2 separate regions of the Sus scrofa genome follow, and region 1 is linked to region 2. The links are chromatin contacts, called in public HiChIP or PLAC-seq maps. All regions are on one chromosome and are shown on one strand. Each heading gives the region's core, a stretch centred on a gene start, on an enhancer-like site or on the middle of the called end of the contact. The rest is flanking DNA. Distances are from core to core; before and after follow the strand shown. Region 1 overlaps DAB2 (disabled homolog 2). Region 2 overlaps DAB2 (disabled homolog 2).

Region 1 (5,281 bases), core at 1,224-3,723, 74 kb after region 2:
AAGCCTCAATTTTTTTCATATGTTCTTCCATATTAGAGTTTAAGTGAGGATAAAATAAGATTACGCATGCAAAGCCATAGTATAATGGCTACTATCTAGAAAATGCTCATAAATATTAGCCATTATTATTGGTTAACTCTAATATTTTTGTGTCATACTATTTATTCTAGATTGTCTTTCATATCTAGAAACCCCCAAATTATTTTTGAAATCTAACATATTTTATTTGTAAAGTATGATGGCTCTATCTAAAGAGAAAGGAGATTATAGTAAACAGATAATCTCCATGTCTGTTTTAGGTTAATAATTTGAACTCTCTTCTCTTCAGTTACAAAAAAATGAATAAGTAACACAATGGGCTTATTTGAAACTTTCTTTTACTTCTTCTTTGGCTATTGGTATTTTATGAAATTGCTAAGTGAAACAGTGCAAGGAAAGAAAAGAAGAGGCAAATGGCACAAATAGCAAATTGTAGATTTGTTTCTTGAATATTTAGATAAGAGAGAACATTTCTTACAAAGTATTAAAATAAATTCCTATTTGTTTCAATGGTAACTTCGTGACCTGGTGAAAGGGAAGAATGATTAGTCAATTTTATGGTGGGGAAACTGAATATGGAAAATCCCAGAAAAAATTGGCGCAATTATTCATGCTTATTGATACTGCTTTCTCCAGTCACTGAATCGTACTATCTCTTGGCTGATTCATTCTTTCACTACTGTTGAGCAAATATCTATCCAGCATCTTCTATGTGCTAGGCATTTTTCTAGATGTTAGGGATAGAGAAGTGAGTAAAGCAGACCAAAACCCCTGATTTTGTGGAGCTGACCAAAAAAGAAAAAAAAAAGAACAAAAACTTCCTTTTATGGTATATAGCAATACATACTACAGAGCAAATTAAAGCAGGAAAGCAGGATGGGGAGTAGGGTTACAATTTTTGTGAGAGCGGCGATTGGGAAGGTGCTCACTGATAACATGACATTTGAGTCAAGGCTTGAAAGAGGTTGGGGGAGATAATCAAATGGGGATCTGGGGAATTGCTTCCCAGGCAGAAGGAACAGCACGTGCAAAGACTTTCAGGAGAAGGATACAAACTGAGGAACAACAAGGCCAGGGTTGAGTGAACAAAGGAGACAGAAGGAGGGTCAGGAAGTCTAAGGTTTGGCAGGCCATCCTGAGGACTCTGGTTTTGACTGGTGCTAAGTTGCAAGGGTACTTGGAAGTTTCTAAAAGAGGAATGGCATGATCCAGCTTAAATTTTATTGGGATCACTCTGTCCTGAATGGAGAATAGACAATGGAAACCAAGGATTGAAGCAGGAAACCAACTACAAAGCTATGGGAATAATGGGCACAAGTTCTAGTAGAGGAGGTGGTGAGAAGCAGCAAAGACTGACAGAATTGGCTGAATATATTTGATGAGGTTTGTGAGAGAAGGAGAAGAGCTGAGAAGGACTCCAGGGTTTTTGGACTGAAAAACTGGAAGGATTGAGTGGACATCATTATCTGAAACATGCAACGTCTCGGTTCCAGAAATAAAGCTGCAAATTCATTCAATGGTAAAATCATTTTCCTTGCACTGTACTCATTTGAAATGTGTAATTTTAATTTGAGCAAGGGCTGAGATAACATCTACTGTTGTCTTTTCTGGAAATAATAGACGGTTTAAAGAAATAAATCACTTTAAAAAGACTCCAGAAAAGGATCTTTGGACAGGAGTATGTTTCAAAACTCAACAAACAGATTTTTAAGCAAGCATATTCTCCTGGCTCCGTCGCAGACTCAATGATAATGGAAGGGGCGAGTCCCAGATTTAGGTATTTTTTAAAGTCTCCCTAGATGATTCCAAGCCCCAGCCTTATCCTTTTTATTGCTATCCCTTCACCTTAGTCTGGTGAGAACTACTGTATTCTGTGAAGCTAGCTGATGTTTTAAGTACATGTAAAGCAACTTGGAAAGGGCTTGTATATCATAAACCATACACTGGTTGCGTTTTTGCATTCCTTAAAGCGGTTTCCTTCAGCTCTGTCTGCCTTTTGGAATGACAATGCTCCTAGAATTTTTGAAATATCTTCGTCCCAGCCATAGACTTAATGGTGTACATTGAGGCTGACAGATTGATGACTGTTTACTGGAAGTCTGTGTTAAGAAACATTCTGAGGCTGCTCCCAGGGCTAATAGAAAGTTTGCTGCGGCAGATGAATAAAATTGCCCATGGGAGCAGGACGGAAAGTTCCTCTCCATGTACCACATATTAACCACCCCATTCTAGTCCTGAAGTTCATTTCAGGGAACTTTGCCTGTGGCCCCGAGGCCGTTAGTGGTCCCAGGGCTCCATTTAGCACAGTCCACATACCACGCCATCCATGTTACCCTAGAAAAGAAAGGCCTGATACACACACACACACACACACACACACACACACACACACATCTTTACATACAACAACCTAAATAAGTCCAGACTTCTTACTAATCTAGACAGATCTGAGTCACTGAGTTTTACTCTACATGAATGGCAACTTCCTTAAAAGAGTCTTCCTGTTGTTTTTATTTGTTTCTTCCTTCCCTTTTATTTTATTTTTAAAGATTTTATGATTTGGCATGAAGTAGAAACACTGAAATAAAAACTATATTTTATAGACTACAGTGGATTTACAGCTAACACTATGATCCCCAAAAATGAGCAGAAAGAATTTTTTTCTTTCAGTCTCCAGGGCCATGGAATGTAAAGGAAATGGCTGAACAGCAGCTGCAAACAATTACTAAGCATTTTCAATGGTCTTGCGAAATGCCATGAATTCAGAGCATCATTTCAGAAGCCTGGAGTGCATCCCTCTTCAAGGAGTGCACCCCTCTTCAAGGAGTGCACCCCTCTTCAAGGAGTGCACCGCCGTCGGCCAAACCCATATTCTGCCCCTCCCTGGCTAGGTTCCCCCATCAGCCTTGAAGAGGCTCTGGCTCCTGACACCCTAAAATAAAGATCCTCGCTCTTTTTCTTCTTGAACTCCCTCTCCTTGCCTTGCTTTTACTCTGTCTTCCAGAGTATATTTCTTAGGATTCCTTTAGTTTCAGCACATCACAATTCATAAATGCAGAAACTGGCTCCTGGAAAGGCACAGCTCCATTCCGCACATGCAGGAGGAAATTTTCCTTTCGTCCTGTCCAACATAAGTGAGCTAATCATGAAAGGCTGCCCGGATGAACTTTCCTATTATTGCACTGGGGATTCTTGAGTTTGAGCTGACTAAAAGAGAGATTTTTCTGAAGAAACTTAACTCCTTAGACTGACATGTGAATCCACAACATAAAATGTAACTGGAATGTGCATGGTCGACTACGGTTGCCATAGCCAACTTGAACTTGTGGTCAGAGAGAAAATGCCCTGGGGGTGATTAGTGGACAGTGTAGGAGTGAGGGGCTGAAAGAAACTTCAGTGACTTAACCAAAGATCTGGATGGGAAGAGTGGATGGGCTGAGGATGTTCCAGGCCTGTTTGTAGCTATCACACGAGGCTCTTGATTACACAATGGCCCCAAGTCACATCATGGAGATTGAAAAAGTCAGCAATCATGGATTCACCTATTTCTTGTTAAGAGTTACCTTTCTGTCGAGGCCACAGTGAAAGAGTAACTTTGCACTGTGGTTATTCAACCCAACTAGGCCAGGTTTCTGGATGAGCAAAAAACTGGCAGAGGCTTTAGAAAAGACACTTTGAGGAGTTCCTGTCATGGCACAGTAGTTAACAAATCTGACTAGGGACCATGAGGTTGTGGGTTCAATCCCTGGCCTTGCTCAGTGGGTTGAAGATCCGGCATTGCCATGAGCTTTGGTATAGGTTGTAGGCTCAGCTCAGATCCCGAGTTGCTGTGGCTGTGGTGTAGGCCGGTGGCTGCAGCTCTGATAAGACCCCTAGCCTGGGAACCTCCATATGCTTCAGGTGTGGTCCAAGAAATAGCAAAAAGACAACAACAACAACAACAAAAAGACACTTTGATCTCTCTTCTTATATATATATATATATATATATATATATTTTTTTTTTTTTTTTGTCTTTTTGCCTTTTCTAGGGCCACTCCTGCGGCATATGGAGGTTCCCAGGCTAGGGGTCCAATCGGAGCTGTAGCCACCGGCCTACGCCAGAGCCACAGCAACGCTGGATCCGAGCTGCGTCTGCAACCTACACCACAGCTCACGGCAACGCCGGATCGTTAACCCACTGAGCAAGGGCAGGGACCGAACCCACAACCTCATGGTTCCTAGTTGGATTCATTAACCACTGTACCACGACGGGAACTCCTCTTCTTATATATTTTAAAGGAGTCAACAATTGGATGAAATACAAACATTTTTCTGACTATCATATGCTCAGGTATCTTACGTGTGGGAAATAGATGAGATAAAAGACTGGGTTTGTTGGTTCCTAAAAGAAAGAGTCTTTCTTTTTTTTTTTATTTTTATTATTTTTTTTATTTTCCCACTGTACAGCAAGGGGGTCAGGTTATCCTTACATGTATACGTTGCAATTACAGTTTTTTCCCCCACCCTTTCTTCTGTTGCAACATGAGTATCTAGACATAGTTCTCAATGCTATTCAGCAGGATCTCCTTGTAAATCTATTCTAGGTTGTGTCTGATAAGCCCAAGCTCCCGATCCCTCCCACTCCCTCCCCCTCCCATCAGGCAACCACAAGTCTCTTCTCCAAGTCCATGATAGAAAGAGTCTTTCTTACTTTGTGTTCTAGTCCATCTGTCAGGTGATATAACAGTGTCCCATCCAGAGTGACAGCATGAGGACACCTTCCTTTACAGGCCTCCACCCACCCTGACATCCTGCCCCTTTGGTATAAATGCTCTTTCTCAATTTTAGGGACAGACTGAAGGGGAGGGGAGTGGAGACAGCAAAGCTCTGGCATCCTTGTCATTTCGACACTGGGTAGTTTCAGATCTCAAGGTGAATCTGTGTTAAGGAAAATGACTCTCTTTGTGAGTCCAAAGCAAAATAACATGTTCTGATGGTCTGCCCTCTAGTAAGGAAAATATTCCTGAGACCATCATATGTTAAGCTTGAGCAAAAGAGTGATTGTGAAATGTCAAAGTTGAACTTCAGGACACAACCAAGAAAGTGTAATAAAGATGCTTAGATCATGTAATGAAAAATACATAGTCTAGAGTTAGGATTAGAATGTATTCCTATAATTTTGGGATGAATTATTAGGAATCATAAACATCTGAAGTTGCAGATATCTGAAGCAAAATGTTAGTGCTGTTTGTTCCCCTTTT
Region 2 (5,196 bases), core at 1,466-3,965:
TCAGACAAGGAGAAAGGTGAATGTGCCAACCCGTTTTCTTGCTTTTGCGGCGATATATTAATTCTACTCAAGTGTTGAAAATTTAGGAGACAGGTTCCAAAAATGGTTTGAAATTGTTAACCCACCTGCTTTGAACTTCTGTGACCACAAATATTCTAAAAAGCTGCTGCAGAGTGAGATGGACAAAGTGGCGGAAAGGCACAAGCATCCTTGAGCTAATATTCACACTGTCATTATTCTCTCATCTTTTGAGCAATGGTGTGTTGGGAAATTGGACCGAATAAGTATCTAGAGGTAAATCAATGCATTTTTAAACTGAGGGATGGACAAAATCTAAACGGTAGCACATTAGCCCCTGCTAAATGAAAGACTTGGGGTTTTCACTGCTGCGCGGTTAACCACATTGAAGCAACTACATTGAACAATAAAGTGTCCTAATGTATCAAAATATCAGTCTTTGGTTCATTCACTGCAAAGATGGATGAGCATAAGAAGTTCCAATTACACTTAAAAAACCTACCCCTTAATATCAGACTTTTGCTTATAAAGTCTAAGTAGGTGAGAGAGGTTTTGTTTCATGAATTCTATACATAAATCCATGTGAATGTAATCAAAATGATACCAGTTATAGTCATGCATGGTAATAAATACACTTCCACAAACATGTCTAAACATCTGCCTTGGGGATCATGATGAACAACTGGCAAGTCTGGAAGAGTAATTTGAGAAACCTCATATCTACTAAGGCCTTCTGGAAAAAAAGCCACCCCTAAATGATTCCAAACATCGAACATTATTAATCTAAAGATACTTTTAGGAAGTCAGTTTCTATTCCACCTTCGGCAAGTTATTTACGTGACTTCTACAAACAAGGTTAAAATGGATGTGGCATTCCAGGGAACTAAGTTAAGAGTTCTTAGACAATGAAGACACAGCTTTCTTACGAGGTCTTCTTTCTTTGTTGTCATGATCAAAGAACACAAGGAAAGATCTCAAGTATCACCTTAATCTGTACAGATTTTGAAAAGTTTATTCTGGGATTTAAAGAGTGACTTTGAAGATCTTCTAACATATATTAAACTTCACTGTTTTCTTAAGTCATCTTTTCTAACATTAAAATCATTCCAGGGCTGGGGAAAAGGGGAAAAAAATCAAATTTATACCAGCTGCATTAAAAACAAGCTATCTAAGAAAAGTGTCCTGGTTATGTCATTAGACAATTTTTCAAAGGCTCAAGTCTTGACTATTTCATTTACTATTTTCTCTTTTTTATTTTTTTGTCTTTCGTCTTTTTAGGGCCGCACCTGAGGCATATGGAGGTTCCCAGGCTAGGGGTCGAATCAGAGCTGCAGCTGCCGGCCTACACCACGCCACAGCAACATGGGATCCAAGCTGCGTCTGACACTTACACCACACAGCTCAGGGCAACGCTGGATCCGTTAAAGAGTGAGGCCAAGGATCGAACCTGCATCCTCATAGATCCAAGTTGGGCTTGTTAACCACCGAGCGACAAAGGGAACTCCCTATTTTCTCTTTTTTTAAAGATAAGTTCTTGAGGCAGCATGAACAGATGACTTTGAGGAACTTAGAAAAATGCTATTTTTCTTTCCCAGGATCAACATAATTTTGTTTTTGTTTTACTTCTGATCTAGATATTATTCTACAAGATTAAAGAAGTAACAAGTGTCTTATCTTTATATGAAGTAATATTTAATGCAATATTCTAGTTCCTATAAACCTATACCACTACCCTGATAAAAAACTCAGTTTGGATATTTTAAAAGGAAATAAATGCATAACTAAATAAATCAACAGTTCATATAGTGACCAAGGAATTGGTGCCTCCCAAAGAGCTTAACATGTTTGAAATGATAAACTTATATACTAGGAAAATCTAGCTTTTCTGACTTTGTGGACTATAAAGACTGATATATTAGATCTATGTGTGGTCTTTTAAAATGTGTAATAGCATTAGTTTCACTCTAATGCTGGGTAACCTTCTGACTTGAGTTGATAATGTGAGTACTGTATTGTCTAACAGTTGTGCTAAAAGCCTGTGAAATATATTCAGTTTTCTAGTTCTCAGAGCTTTAGCTAGAAATGATGGAGTTCCCGTCGTGGCTCAGTGGTTAACGAATCCGACTAGGAACCATGAGGTTGTGGGTTCGATCCCTGGCCTTGCTCAGTGGGTTAGGGATCTGGTGTTGCTGTGAGCTGTGGTGTAGGTCACAGACGTGGCTCAGATCCCGCGTTGCTGTGGCTCTGGCGTAGGCTGGCATCTATACCTCCGATGAGACCCTAGCCCAGGAACCTCCACATGCCATGGGAGTGGCAATAGGAAAGGCAAAAAGACCAAAAAAAAAAAAAAAAAGAAAAAAAGAAAAAGAAAAGAAATGATGTTGAGTATTTGTCCTTCGCATCCAGTTATTATACAAAACCTGCCTAGCACTCAGAATCTCACGTATCACTTGGCTTGGCTTTAGGGCAAGCAGTTGGTCAAAAATCTGGCTCACTACAGGAAGACTTTCCTAGAATAAATGGATAAGATGAGAATCCTTCCTTCTCCCAGGCCAGTCGAATGTATCACCCCTGCTGGGTTTCATCACCTTCTTAACATGACAAATCATGGGGATGCCATGTGGGTCTAGAGTTTTAGCATGAGATGAACTGGTAGATACAGCACGTTATCACAGGCCACTTTGCTGGGCTTCCACTGAGACCTCCCGGCTCATTATTAGATGTCATATTTATATTCAACTATAAAAAGATTTCTGATTAGTCTACACAGGAATGTCAACATCAATGATTCACTGGGAAGGAAGTATCCTTGCTTCATAAAAAATGTAATATTTAAGCAAGCTGTTTCTTTAGCTTTTGGAGCAATCTCATCTGTTCTCTGAACCATTAATGACCTGTTGCAAAATTCTGTGTCTGCCAAGTCATTGGCATTTAAATACTTGAGGAAAACATGAATGGATATACATGAACAGAGAGGAACTCCATTTGTAGCCTCTCTTTACAGTCTATTATGGTCATTAAATAAAACTAACCTGAGTTGGTCCTTGAACTTTTAGATTCACTCCACAGTGGCATCTGGTATTTTCTAGTCTTATTATGTAGGCATTTTTAGCATCAGAGAATGCAATTAGATCATTTGTTTCCTTAGCTCAACTCTTTAGCCCCGCGCGAAGACAAGTTGAAAGACACTATTAAGTTCCTAATCCAATCTTTATTAAAAAAGACTCAATACTGTAGACAAGGAGGATAAGACAAATCCTCAAAAAAGTAATGATCAAGCTTTTCTATAACCCAATGCTGCCTTCTAGTGCAGTAAAATTTGAAATTAGGAATATGTTTATAATTGTAATTTTCTTTCTTTTCCATCATGGTTTATTACAGGATATTGAATATAGTTTTCCTGTGCTCTATAGTAGGACTTTGTTGTGTATCTATTTTATTATAGTAGTTTGTGATAGAGTGGTAATGTTTTAAAAATCAGAATGCATTCCTTAAATTACAGAAGTGTGTAGGCAAGGAATTCCACCAAAGAAAGTAGTGAGAGAAACAACACTAACACGCATTCTCAGTTTCTCTAAGATGAACAGTGTTTTAGGTCTCATTAACAGAAGCAGGATATAAAATTTTTTTCTCAGAGTCAGTCTTTCCAGTGTTGAGGGTCTCTCACTGAAATGTCATTCTACCTTTGCATCTCCACCGAAGAAATTCCTTTAAGAGTCAAGTGCCATTCCTGTTGACTCTTAAGAGCATGTCACCCGTCTCATACTATGCCTAGTCAGTGTGACTCCACAGATGGTGAATCACTGGCTTTACCCCAGATTTTGCCCTGAGGCCATGCCATTCGAAAATTTAAAAGGCCTCCAAGTACTGGCAGCTTTTTTCATTGCTGTGGAGAGCATACAGGGTATAGTGATTGATACCTGCTCAAAGCCACTACGACTTCGAGACAGGAAACAAAGTTACCCCTAAATGCCATTGGTCAGTACCAAAAAATTAATTCATGTAACAAATCTATGTCCCTACTACGTGCCAGGCACTATTCTAGAGGTTGGGATACATCAGTGAGCAAAAGAAACATCTATTACCTTATAGGGTTTACACACTAGCAGGGGAAACCCATAAGTGGATTAGAGTCTTTCAGAACGTAACAGGTGCTCTAGAAAAAGTGATCAGAGTAAAGTGAGTTGGAGTACAGGGTTGGGGACAGCTTTCATAGGTTTTTTGGAAACACAGAAGGAATATCATATTATTAAAGGTTAAATTTATTGAACACTCATTATATGCCAGGTGTGATGCTATGTCTCTCTCATTTAGTCCTAGGGGAAGGTATCCTCAATCCATCTTGACAAGAGTAGAAACTAAAGTACGGAAGTTCATCAGCCCTCTAAAAGTTGCACACGTCTAATATCTATGCTCTTAATTTGTTTTAGAACAACCCAGGCAAAAAGGGAGAATTAATCCAGTTCTTCCAATAGGTGGAATGGGCATTAGCCAGAAATACATTTGGGAAAGAGGAATTGATATCAATGGGAGAAGGATATTTATGTCACCTTGGCCAGAATACTGGACCCATGCTGGGTTATACTATGGGAAAAGGTTGAAAAGCAGGTCAGACTGGATGGGTTTACAGAATTATATTTTGTCTAGACGGTACTGAGAAGACTTTGAGGTTTTGAGCAATGGTGTGGAGGTCAGGGTGGTGACAAATCCATGTATGGAGCCATGGCATCAAAGAGTCAGATAGCTTTGTAGTATGATAGCTGCACGAACTTGCCATTTTGAGTGATTCAACACTGCCGGTTTCTTTCATTTAATTACTTGGCTAATCTTTTGGAAACAAAGCCTTTTAATAGAAAGGTTAAGGCCTAACAATCTCAAATGTCAGATTCAAGGTTATCCCATCTTGCCAAGTTTGGTGACCCTCAAACTTCAAATAAACAATATGTCCTAAAAGTGGCTTAAAAAAAAAAAAAGAAGGCCATTATATTTTATAACTTTCATTCTAAACCCTAAAAAAAAGGATTCCCATTGTCAGTTTTATAAAAACGTGTGTAAGTGATGATAATATGCACACCTAAAGGAACATCTTTTGTAAAAAGCAGCTATTGACTAAAATAGTCATGGCATTATAGCTCCTTATGTAAAGCAGAATAGACAGCATTTTCCCATTGTATATCT

The links. HiChIP or PLAC-seq counts read pairs in DNA pulled down with a chosen protein or histone mark.
Region 1: an H3K27ac HiChIP or PLAC-seq map of alveolar macrophages shows a contact between it and region 2. The contact joins two enhancer-like sites. A contact is called at or near these places in 7 of 47 Hi-C or Micro-C datasets (embryonic fibroblasts, fibroblasts, heart right ventricle and 4 more) and 2 of 2 datasets of contacts at active chromatin or transcription factors (alveolar macrophages and skeletal muscle).

What each region holds. Positions count from the first base shown.
Region 1 is chr16:24,703,253-24,708,533 of Sscrofa11.1, forward strand. All of the region lies in intron 2 of DAB2 (disabled homolog 2), which reads right to left. Among named protein-coding and RNA genes, the nearest start is that of DAB2, 71 kb to the right of the region's middle. Within about 2 kb of position 2,474, at least 14 of the 83 cell types and tissues checked have an H3K27ac peak or open chromatin away from gene starts, as enhancers often do. A contact at or near this core is called in alveolar macrophages, where this site is marked.
Region 2 is chr16:24,629,381-24,634,576 of Sscrofa11.1, forward strand. All of the region lies in intron 2 of DAB2 (disabled homolog 2), which reads right to left. Among named protein-coding and RNA genes, the nearest start is that of C9, 56 kb to the left of the region's middle. Within about 2 kb of position 2,716, at least 4 of the 83 cell types and tissues checked have an H3K27ac peak or open chromatin away from gene starts, as enhancers often do. A contact at or near this core is called in alveolar macrophages, where this site is marked.